2 separate regions of the Hordeum vulgare genome follow, and region 2 is linked to region 1. A link is a contact called in public Hi-C data. All regions are on one chromosome and are shown on one strand. The core of a region is the stretch at or near the end of the contact, and the rest is flanking DNA. Distances in the headings are between cores, read along the strand shown. Region 1 holds the start of LOC123452488 (CST complex subunit TEN1-like). Region 2 has its middle 7.3 kb from the start of LOC123423833.

What was found. Hi-C and Micro-C count contacts between places; a contact is called where the count stands out from the background.
Region 2: a contact with region 1 is called in a Hi-C map of leaf, with 1.8 times the contacts expected there. The contact joins the enhancer-like site here to the promoter of LOC123452488 in region 1. A contact is called at or near these places in 3 of 6 Hi-C or Micro-C datasets (leaf and seedling) and 1 of 1 datasets of contacts at active chromatin or transcription factors (embryo).

What each region holds. Positions count from the first base shown.
Region 1 is chr1H:512,834,612-512,840,019 of MorexV3_pseudomolecules_assembly, forward strand. LOC123452488 (CST complex subunit TEN1-like) reads right to left here and starts at 2,214. Exons shown (of 4, transcript XM_045129146.1): 1 at 1,995-2,214; 2 at 990-1,116; 3 at 673-826; 4 at 242-580. The coding sequence starts at 1,093. The coding sequence ends at 461.
Region 2 is chr1H:512,882,450-512,887,857 of MorexV3_pseudomolecules_assembly, forward strand. No RefSeq gene overlaps it. Among protein-coding and RNA genes, the nearest start is that of LOC123423833, 7.3 kb to the right of the region's middle. Within about 2 kb of position 3,237, at least 3 of the 3 cell types and tissues checked have open chromatin away from gene starts, as enhancers often do. A contact at or near this core is called in leaf and seedling, where this site is marked.

The DNA.
Region 1 (5,408 bases), core at 964-3,463:
TTTAAGTAATGTAGTGGTGTACTGTAGCTGCTCTGTTCATAAAATTCAGGACCAAACTGCAGAGCATCTATTGTCACAACATGTAAAAGAGAAGGTGATGTCGTACAGGGAGAACACTCCAGTTGTTCACAATGATAGGATATCACCCTGCAGCTACACCTGTCAAACAACACCGCCGCTGCAAAGGAAATACCCTTGCCAGCCCACAAAACAGTGTAAAACAGATATATAGACTCTCAGATAATAAGAGCTCCTGGGGCTGTGATAGCATAAAAAGGCTTGGAGAATAATCAGTGCTCAGAAAATTCAGTTAACAACTACTCGTACTACTTTGCAGGTTTGCACCCATCTAACAAACTGAAGCGCATGATCATCAAGAGTAAGGTGATTATGTCCCCCTGTGCTCCATACTACAGAGTAACTGAACTAAAGAGGCATGAGCCTGGTTCACAGCTTTGGATCATGCCCTCCTGGAGCTCAGCAGTCTGGCTTCATGCTGCCGCCGGATGATCAAAGACTGCTGGTAAAGGTTCAGGTCAAGGCCATCAACGTTTCTGCCCACACGTGCTTGCAGAATCACCTGCAGGATGTAAGCAACAAATTTGATGCAGCATTGTTCAACTGATACCAGATAACCAGACTGCCAAAAGCTGGACGAGGACAGAGAATTACGTCATCGTCTGGCCGGATCAGGAGTTCGCCGATGAACTGGAACATAGAGCCGCTGCGGAAACTGATGTCCCTTAGGTGCTGGGTGTCGACCTTCAGCATTGCGCTGCCGTCCTGAATAACGGCAACCGCAGAGTCGACGTCGTATGACTGGAGACTAGAGAATTGCAAGCCGATAAGGTTAGCACGGTTAGAAGCTACTCCCTCCGTCACATAATATAAGAGCGTTAGTTACACTAGCGTAGTGTCAAAAACGCTCTTATATTATAGGACGGAGTGGTAATAGTCTTAGGGGGAAGCATCTGCTCACTCATACGTACATTCCTGTTACTCGGAGGGAAGCCCCTTGCTTGAAGATCTCCGAGGATGGCTCTAGCTCTTGCAGAGTGATAGGCACACCTGGTTTTAGAGTGGACGATGCCATCTAGCTAGCACACAGGGAGGGAGCTGATAAAATGCAAAATGAGGGAGTCACGTTTGGCGTCTGGTGTTATGGTCTTCACATATAAGAGAAGTACTGGTGCTGTTTTAGCATTTGTACAAGACTGTAAACTACTACTCTGTTCCTTTTTATTAGAAGTTTTAGATAGCTGACATTGAGCTGTTTTGAGTGATGTCTGAATTGTATAAATGTCTTATAAAAGTGATAAGAGGGAGTAGTAAATACAACTGGGCACCCTAGTGCTCAGTATTGTACTTGTTCAGACGCATGAGACTGCAATATGCATAGTGCTGTTCACCCGGTACATAACTTCTTGTGTGAAAAAACACTTTCGAAGTACAAATTAATAAATATGAGATTGTAAATAACACAATCACATCGTTTTTCCAAGGAAATGGACATGTACTGTAGCTTGTTTGTTATGACTAGGCCTCTGTAAGCATAAAAACGCATGGTCATTTTTAGAATTCCAGCACCAAAATAAAGATAAGGGGTGACATGTACGGCGGAAACCCTGATCGACAATAGCATGTTAATCATTTCCAGAAAGATCTGCGATGCATCAGAGAGTCTTGTGCATGATTCATGTGAAAAAATTGAAACATAGAGCATCCGTCACCACATTGAAAAGTGAAGGATGCGCCGTGCACTGACCTAGCACTGTAATCTCAACCGCGGGGAAGGAAGCAAAATGCATGAGCTTCCTAATCTAAATCTAAAACAGATTAAAAAAGAAAGGAAATCATATGCAGTATAGATACATCATCCGACATACGACTATCTGACATTGTGAATTCCAATCCCGAACTGAACCTAATCCTTGTGTTTCGCGCCTGACAGAACACAGTCTTGGCCAAATCCGCTAGGGACGTACAGTACGTACCTAATGAAATCCACACGGGATGCCTGATAGATGAAATCCACAGCCCTGGCAGCGATTGCCTCCGTGCTGACCTGCTCCACCGCGCGTCGCCGGCGAGGGGGGGTCGCCCGATGAGCGCGAACAGTCCAGCCGCTGGAGGATCGAGGAGGGAAACTGGGGGCCGGGAGGGATTGCGGCGGCGAACGGAAGCTCCGAGCTCGGCTGGGGGAGGATGGGGTGGAAGCAGTGACGGCGGCGGCTGGGAAATCACTATATGACGCCAACTGCGTCAAATTCCTAGGGAGACGCACAGGAGGCTGCCTTCCTGGGCCTGGCCCAATCGCCCACTGTGCATGGCTTACCGATCACTCTCCACTTTTTTTTATACTGCTCAAATAAAATAAAAAACTCTCCAGTTTTTTCAGCCCTATAAAATAACAATTTCCGTTTCTGGGTTTGGTTTCTAATGGTTTCTCGGTCGGCTTCACTAGAATGGTCTCTCATCCTAATTGTTACAGCATGGTGGCAACGAACAATGACCGCGCAAGTGGCTGGAGATGTTTTTTGCAAAAAAATAAGGTAACATGAGTTTTTTTTGTAGAAAATAAGATGCGATGAGCATGTTATTGCAATTTTTGAAACAAGAGTCTTCTTGCAGAAAGTAGAATAAAAATAGAGAAGAAAAGATTGTGCGACATAGGTCATGTTATAGAAAATTAAAAAAGAGAAAACTTTACAATAAAGATCTTATTGCAGAAATACACGCAACAAGAGTCTTCTTATAGAAAAAAAAAAGGAACGATACAGAAAACTCCATCAACAGATCGGACGACTCGCGAGGCGACTGATAAGTTCCTTGACTCACGCGTAGCAATGCCCCGATGAACAGCTACTGAATTTCTTTTCATCGTTTAATTTTTTCAAAACGTTTCTAAATTCACTTTTTTTTTAAATCGTGCATTTTTATAAAATATATATTTTTATAAAAACTGTTGCCGAATTTAAAAATGTTGTGAATTTAAACAATGATCAATAATTTTAATAAATGTTCTAAAAAATATAAAGAATGTTCTTCAATTTGGTATTTTCCAAAATGTAAACGTAATTTTAAAAATTGAACAATTTTCATAAAAAATATAATTTTTTATAAGAGTTTGGAAAATTTTCTAAACGTGAGAATTTACAAATTCCAATATTGTTTTTATATTTTTTACACAAACATTTTTTAACAATTGACATTTTACAGAAAAACATATTAAGTTGCATTTACGATAAATAAACCATTCTCAGAACGGTAAAAAAATATTGTGTGACAATTTGCCGAAAAACATATTAAGTTGCATTTACGAGAAATAAACCATTTCTCAGAACGGTAAGTCTCTGTCCCTCCCTCCCTCAGTCTTGTTTCGTGCCTCCATGACCATACGTTTTCCCGCTAGAAAGTTCCCCACTCTCTTGGAACGCGTCTGAATGTCTAAAGACGACATAGGCACGAAGTTGATGTTTCGTTCAGCAAAAGTGTAGCGATTTCCGATCCCTACGCTTTCTGAAACAGTAGATTGCATTTGGTTCGGGTATGACGTTTTCGGCACAAACAGTTTTCGATATGCCGCTTCACAAAGTCGAAACAGTTTTCGATATGCCGCTTCGCAAAGTCGAAACAGTTTTCGATATGCCGCTTCGCAAAGTCGAAACTCGCCGAACGCAAGGTGATTAGCAAACCAGACGAAATCGAACGAACCAAACAAAGCGAGCATCCCATAAAAAAGAATCGGAAGCAGCGCTTCCCCATTCCGAAAGCCATTACGTTACCTGAGCAAAAACCAAACGCGTCCTAAGTTGCACTGATTTCGGGTATGTCAAATTTTGTGGTAGTTTTGGCATATCATCATGTTTTCAAGGAATGTAGGATGGCCTCGAGGAGGGCTCCATGGCATGGGCACGTGAGCTCCGATTGAGGCGGCTCCGAATTGGTTGGAAGCCTAAGAGGGGACCTGCATCAGACGCTATTGCATGCACAACGACGCACACACGATGTTAAATTGCTCTGATTCTGGATGTGTCCAAATTTGTGGCTGTGCTAAACAGAAGCATGCAGATTGTGTCTTGCAACGAAAATCAGTGTTGGAGTAAACAGAACCCCCCCAGATTGTGTCTTGCTCTTGCAACGAAAATCGATGCAGCAGGCGCATCTTTAGGAGCTTCAAAAATCTTCAGGAGTAAATGTTCACCTCTTGAACAAAGGGGAGAATCCTAGGGACTGAGTGGCTGTTTGGAACCATAATAGATTATGATAATCTGGATTATGAAGATAGATTATATAATCTGGATTATGGATATGTTTGGAGACTAGATTATATAAACTGTAATTCAAATTTTACATTACATAATGATCTGTCCGCCCTCTGTTTTTTTAGAAGAGGAGGGTGACGGTGGCAGGAATGTAAGTATCTCCAACTTTATAAGGGTAATGGATCATTAGCAATCCATAATCTAATTTTAGCTCGGGTAGAATAGATTGTGAGTTTTTAATAATATGTCCATCTAGTTTTTTATAATCTACACCATAATCTGTCCTGTTTGAAGACAAAATAGATTATAAAAATTGAATTATATAATCTGAATGGTTCCAAACAGGCCCATAAGCAAATCGGAGACGGTTGAGTATTTAGGTTCAATCCCAGCCCAGGGCAAGGATTAATTTTAACCAAGAAACTGTAACAGGGTACTCCAAGTGTGTGAAAATTTTAACCAAGAAAAAATAGAAAAGGATCAATCCCAGCCCACTGCAAGGATTAATTTTCTGGAAATTGTAACCAAGGAGTATGATAGTAGGCTAATGTTGTATGTAATGTTGTATTACTATTGTTTACACTAAACAGATGTAATACTCCAATTTCCATTACTCCTCTTGCAGTAACACCGAATAAATAGTACAATTATTTGAAATGGAAATTTACATATTAACTGAACAAATCCAGTGTTAATGCACAGAGCTCCCTTTTCATTAGAATGGTTAGTGTACCTTTTCGTAGTTCTTCTCCTCACATAACCGCACGACGAAGTCCTGCTGAGTTTTCACCACCACCACCTCACCACGCTGTCGTGTTGCCGGAGGACTCGGGCTACTACTTCACCATCACTCGCTGGATCAAGGAGGTGAAGGCGTCATCAAGTCGTACGTGTGTTGAACGTGGAGGTGCCGTCCTTCGGCACTTGATCGGGAGTTCATGGGACGGATCGTGATTGGATTGCGAAGACGTTCGACTACATGAACCGCGTCTCTTAACGTTTCTGCTTAGCAATCTACAAGGGTATGTAGATACGATATCTCCTCTCGTAGATTTTCATCTCCTAGTATTGATCTTGATGAGCGGAGGAATTTTTTTGTTTCCCATGCAACCTTGACATCACGAGTAGAACGCAAAAGTGTTT
Region 2 (5,408 bases), core at 1,987-4,486, 49 kb after region 1:
GAACGGCGAATAAACAACATGGTAAGCATAACTGCGAAGTTAAGTATTAATCACAAGAGCAAAAGTGGAATGCTAGATTCTGATGGTCGGCCGATGTTTTCTTTTTGGCAGGGAGTGGTCGACAGATGTTGTCCTACCCTACATATACTTAAGGACATGATTGAGTTGACAATACTATGAAGAACGAAGGGCGAATAACCCGCCTAGTAAGCACCAACTACCAAAGTATGAAGCATAATCACCAAAGTATTAAGCATGATGACAATAGAAGTGAAATGATAGATTCCAATGGTCGACCACGATGTTGACCTAGCTACATGTACTTAAGTACTACTTCTACGTAAGGGCACCATGTACTCTCCTCCAGAGAATGACAAATGGGTGAACAGCAGGGAAGCAGAAAGGATGGAATACTCCTGCTAGCAGTTAGCTGGCCTCTCACTGATCTTAATTAAGTACTTCCTCGGTAAAGAAACGTAAAGAAATATAAAAGCGTTTACATACTAAAGTGGAAATTTAAAAACATTCTTATATTATTTTTTTACAGGGAAAGTAATATTTATCCGTTCAGAGTCAAAGAAGAAGAAAGAAAGAAAAGGCATGCAATGCAAATTAAAGGCCCTACGTACGTAGGAATATATGCCATGGAATACATAGGCCGGCCGGTTAGGCTTAGCTAGACATGCATACTTTAAGAGTGCACCGCAAAATTATATATGCAGGTACCGTAGTGGCCGGTGCATCAACAATTAATAGTTTTTAGTTACTAACAAGAACTAATCAAACCTGCAAATTATAGAGTGAGGATTATCTGAGAATCAGGTGACTGGATGCCATAAGCATGCTAGATATGGAATATTTCAATGATGAATGGTCACAAATATTGATATTTATATATAAACATACACCAAGACAAAACTGCAGCGCAGCACAGTGATACAAATGATTGTTTTTCTGGTAAGGAGAGACAATTGCTTAGAATAGTTTCTGGTATGGATGAGAAGATGTGCCACCCCAAGAAGATGTGCCATACTGCTAAAAAAAAAAGATGTGCCATACACCAGAAGATGACACGTCCGCGTACATGGCCGACAATTTCTCCAATTTCTCCAAATAGAGCCAAGGAAGGGCTCTGATCTACCCACCACCGGAATGATCTCACCGGTATGGGCTTACAAAAGATTAAGCTTGGCGAGGTCACTTCAATGTCTACATGAAGATGTGATGTAATTTATTTTTAAGATTGTTATGAGGTCGTACTTCAGCTCGCTGAGCTTCAAACACTCGTGTGGGTTTGTTCCAACACTTTGCTTTTTGTTTGGTTTTTTTTTTCATTTTCCCTTTTGTCGGTTACATTATCTTTTGAAAATTAGCTTTCAAAAACTAAAAAATGTAATAAGGTTGATTTTGCTTTGCTCTTTTCCTTTTGACATGCTTTTCTATTCGTAATTTTGTTAATATTTTCACAACAGAGTTGACCTACGTCGGGCAGCGGGGAACTCGTCCTTAAGGAAGAGACGTGTGAAAATTCATGATCATGAAGGTATGTCCTACGACTCTCGTCTTTTCCACTTGAATTTCTTAGAATAGTTATAGTAGTAGTATCTATAAAGGTTAAAACAAAGGTTTTGATCTTGTAGGAAAAATGATTTAGTAACACTTGTTTAGTTTAATCTAGATAAATGAGACTTGCCGTAGAACTAGTTTTTAAAAAAGGAAGTGAATTAAACAAAAAATAACCATGCTTGCGAGAAAGTCTCGACAAAGACTTGGGTGTTTGAGAAAAAACTTTAAGAAAATGAAAACAGTGATGCTCAACCTCATAGTGTTAATTTTCATAGACTAGATAGAACTTATGGATAAAGTTGCCCACGAGCGAGGGGGATATGCATTGTGTACGAAAAACAAAGAAACCAACACCATAAACGCCAAATAGGAATATGCTTTTTCACCATCAGCAATAAGATGATAGGAAGTTTTCACATGAAAAAAGGATTATATAGGAATAAAGAGTTGTTGGCCCTAGATGGTGCTGCTCATGGACGGAAAGGCACCGTGGCTTATCACCATGACTTGGGGAGATGCAACTTCCTCTCTATAGGGGGGTTGAGGAGTTTTTTATGGAGTACTCATATACATCGCTTATGGCGTCGCAAACTCCAACTGGCGCTCACTCTCGTGAATCATGTGTCGGCCAGACTATACCTCGCACGCTCGCTGGCTCGCCCGTTTGCTAACCCTAGATCACTCACTCGCCTCAACTGGTTGATCAGTTGACAATTGAATTTTAAAAAAGGTTTTAAAATATGAAAAATGAGCACGAGTTTGAGAAGCTTCACACCATCAAAGAAACTTCACGAATTTGAAAAAACCCACACCAATTTTATTTTATTTGATAAACTCAAAAAAGTTCACAATTTTCGAAAGAATTAACGAATTCAAGAAACATCCATGAACTCTATTTTTTGCGAATTTGAATAAAGTTTGTGGCTTCAAATTATTTTGAGAAAATGGAACAAAGTTCATACGTTCCAGAAAAAGTTCATGAATTCAAGAAATGTTCAGAAACTCAAAAAAAATCGCTAATTTTTAAAAAGTTTGCTGCTTAAAAAAATCAGGAATTTGGAAAGGTTTCAAGATTTGTTTGTGTGAATATAAGAAAATTTCAAAAAATTGAAAATGTGCTCATGAATTTAGAAAAAAATTCATGAATTTGCCAAAATGTTTGCGATTATGGAAAAAGAAGAAAAAAAGGGGAAGAAGAAGGAAAAAACAAAAGGAAAACCAGCCGAGGAAAAAAAACAGATGAGGAAGCATCTTGAAGCTTTCTAAAATAAAATATATCCAAACCCTGCTCGTGAAAACATGGCGCATACTACATTTCTTTTTTTAGTGTTACGGCATAGAGTTGTGTCAGTGATTTTTTTTTAAATGGGTAGAGCCCACGAGCAAGGGGGGGGGGGGGGGGGCTCTGCGGTGCGTACGAATACCCAAGAAATGTGCGGCATAAAGACTGAATATGAATATGTTTTTTTATGATCAGCAATAAGATGATAGAAAATATTCACAAGGAATAAAAGGATGATAGGAATAAGGAGTTGTTAGCCTTATATGGTGCTGCTCAAGAGAGGGTGACGGCGTGACGCCGCAATGGCTAGGGTGGAAAGACACCGTGGTTTCCAGCCATGACAACGCTTTGTGGGCTGAGGTGTTTTCTATTGAGTGCTCCTATACAACGCTTTGTGGCTTCGCAAACTCCACTGGTGCCCATGTAGGTGCATCCTGCGCCGGCCCAGCTATACATCATGCGCTCGCCTGGTTCAACAGGCTGACCAGTTGATAGTTGACTTTTAGAAATATTTAAAAAAATGAAAAAATGTTTGTGCGTTTCAAGAAAAATTTGACGAACTCGAAAATAGTTGGTTTGATTTCAAAAAAAGTTCATAAATTCAAGAAACATTCGGGAATTCTAAAAGGTTTGTCAATTTAAAAACATTGCCGCTTAAAATTATTTTGTGAAAAAGGAACAAATTTCACACATTTCCTAAAAAGTTTATGAATTCAAGAAATGTTCTCAAACTAAAAATAGTTTGCTAATTTGGATTTTTTTGCGGATTTAGAAAAGTATTCATGAATTTAAAAAAGTTTCATTCGCAACAATTTGTTTCTAAAAAGTTTCATCAATGTGAAAAAAGTTTGATTTTCTATGAAATGTTAAAGAAATTTTTAAAAAATGTTTATGAATTTAGAAAACAAAATCACGAATTTGTCCAAATCTTTATGATTATTGTAAAAGAAGGCGAAAAGGGAAAAGGAGAAAGAGAAAAAGAAAAAAGAAAAATCAGCTGAACAAAAAAAAACAGATGCTTATTGCAATTCTGAATTACATTGATTCTATCCTTGATGTATTTGTAATTCAATGCGAATCAATATATCCAAAAGTGTTTTATAGTATTCAAAATTATACAATAACACTTGATATTTATTATTATTTTCTAATCAGAGTTATGAATTTTATTTACTCTGACTCTATGTTCCCCTTAGTGAAATATTAATCCTCAAATTATTAACAAATCATAAATTATATAATGATCGACTGAAAATACCCATAAATTCTATAATTTTATTTTATTTTTAAATAAGCATCTAGAAACTTTCAAACAAAATCAAACCACATTCGTGAAAACCTGGCGTGCGCTGCATTTCTTATTTTTAGTGTTACGGCGTACAACTGATGAGCTGTGTTGATGCAAAAAAAACATAAATGGGCATAGCCCACGAGGGTGCGTACGAAAAACAAAGAAACAAACACAATAAACACTGAATAGGAATATGCTTTTTCTATGATCAGCGATAAGATGATAGGGAATATTCTCAAGAAAAAAAGGATGATAGGAATATGTTTTTTTGGATCAACTCCCCAATACATACATATTTTGTTAGATTCAACTACGCAGCAAAGCCGCATGCTGGTGCTATCATGCGGCGGCTCGCATGCACATGCATCACGTAAAGATGTTCTTCAATGCTTGAAATTCAAAAGGTTTTATCCTCAAAATCGTTAATTCAATCGATGATCTGTTTTCATCGTTGGTTTTGTCGCGACAAGATCTTCGAAACTAGATCCCATGTCGACATGTTTCGACAAACTTTTTTTCCTTCCGTAATTGCCACATTGTTCCACTCGCTTGCTATATTATTAACCATTTACTTGCCCAATAAAAATAACTTAATTACCATTTTTATGTCGTTTTGTACAAAGATTGTCGATGCTTATAAATGCAGTCCCCAAAATGTTTTGATGTGCTTGTCATTTTTATTTTACTAAGTTGTCATGTGGTCTCATAAAGCTTGTATGTGCTTATAAAATCACAGTTGCCACATATATTTTTTGTGCTTGTCATTTGAATCCTACCTCACTATCATACTGTTCCATACAACTTGTCAGTCATTGTAAAAAAAATAGTTGTCACGGCGTTTGCTGTATTTATCTGTTGAATTCTATCTTCAATTGGTATGGTGTGTCGTAATAAAAGGACATTTGATTGTTCTGAAACGTAGTTGTGGTAGTATTTTGTTGTGTCGTTCAGTTAAATTCTACTCATGACATGCTTTTATATCATGTATAATGAAATCTGTTACAAGGCTTTTGTACGAAACAACATTAAAAAGTGACAATCAAGTTATTTTTTTGAGGCAAATAAGTGGTTAATAATATGGCAAGTGGGTCAAAAAATGTGGCAAGTATGAACGGAAAAAATATTAACGAAGCATATTGACATGAGATCTAGTTTCGAAGAACTCGTCGCGGGAAAGCCAATGATGAAAATGGATCATCAGTTGAATTAACGGTTTTGTAGATAATTTTTTTTGAATTTCAAACATCAAAAGGGAATCGCACGTTGTCC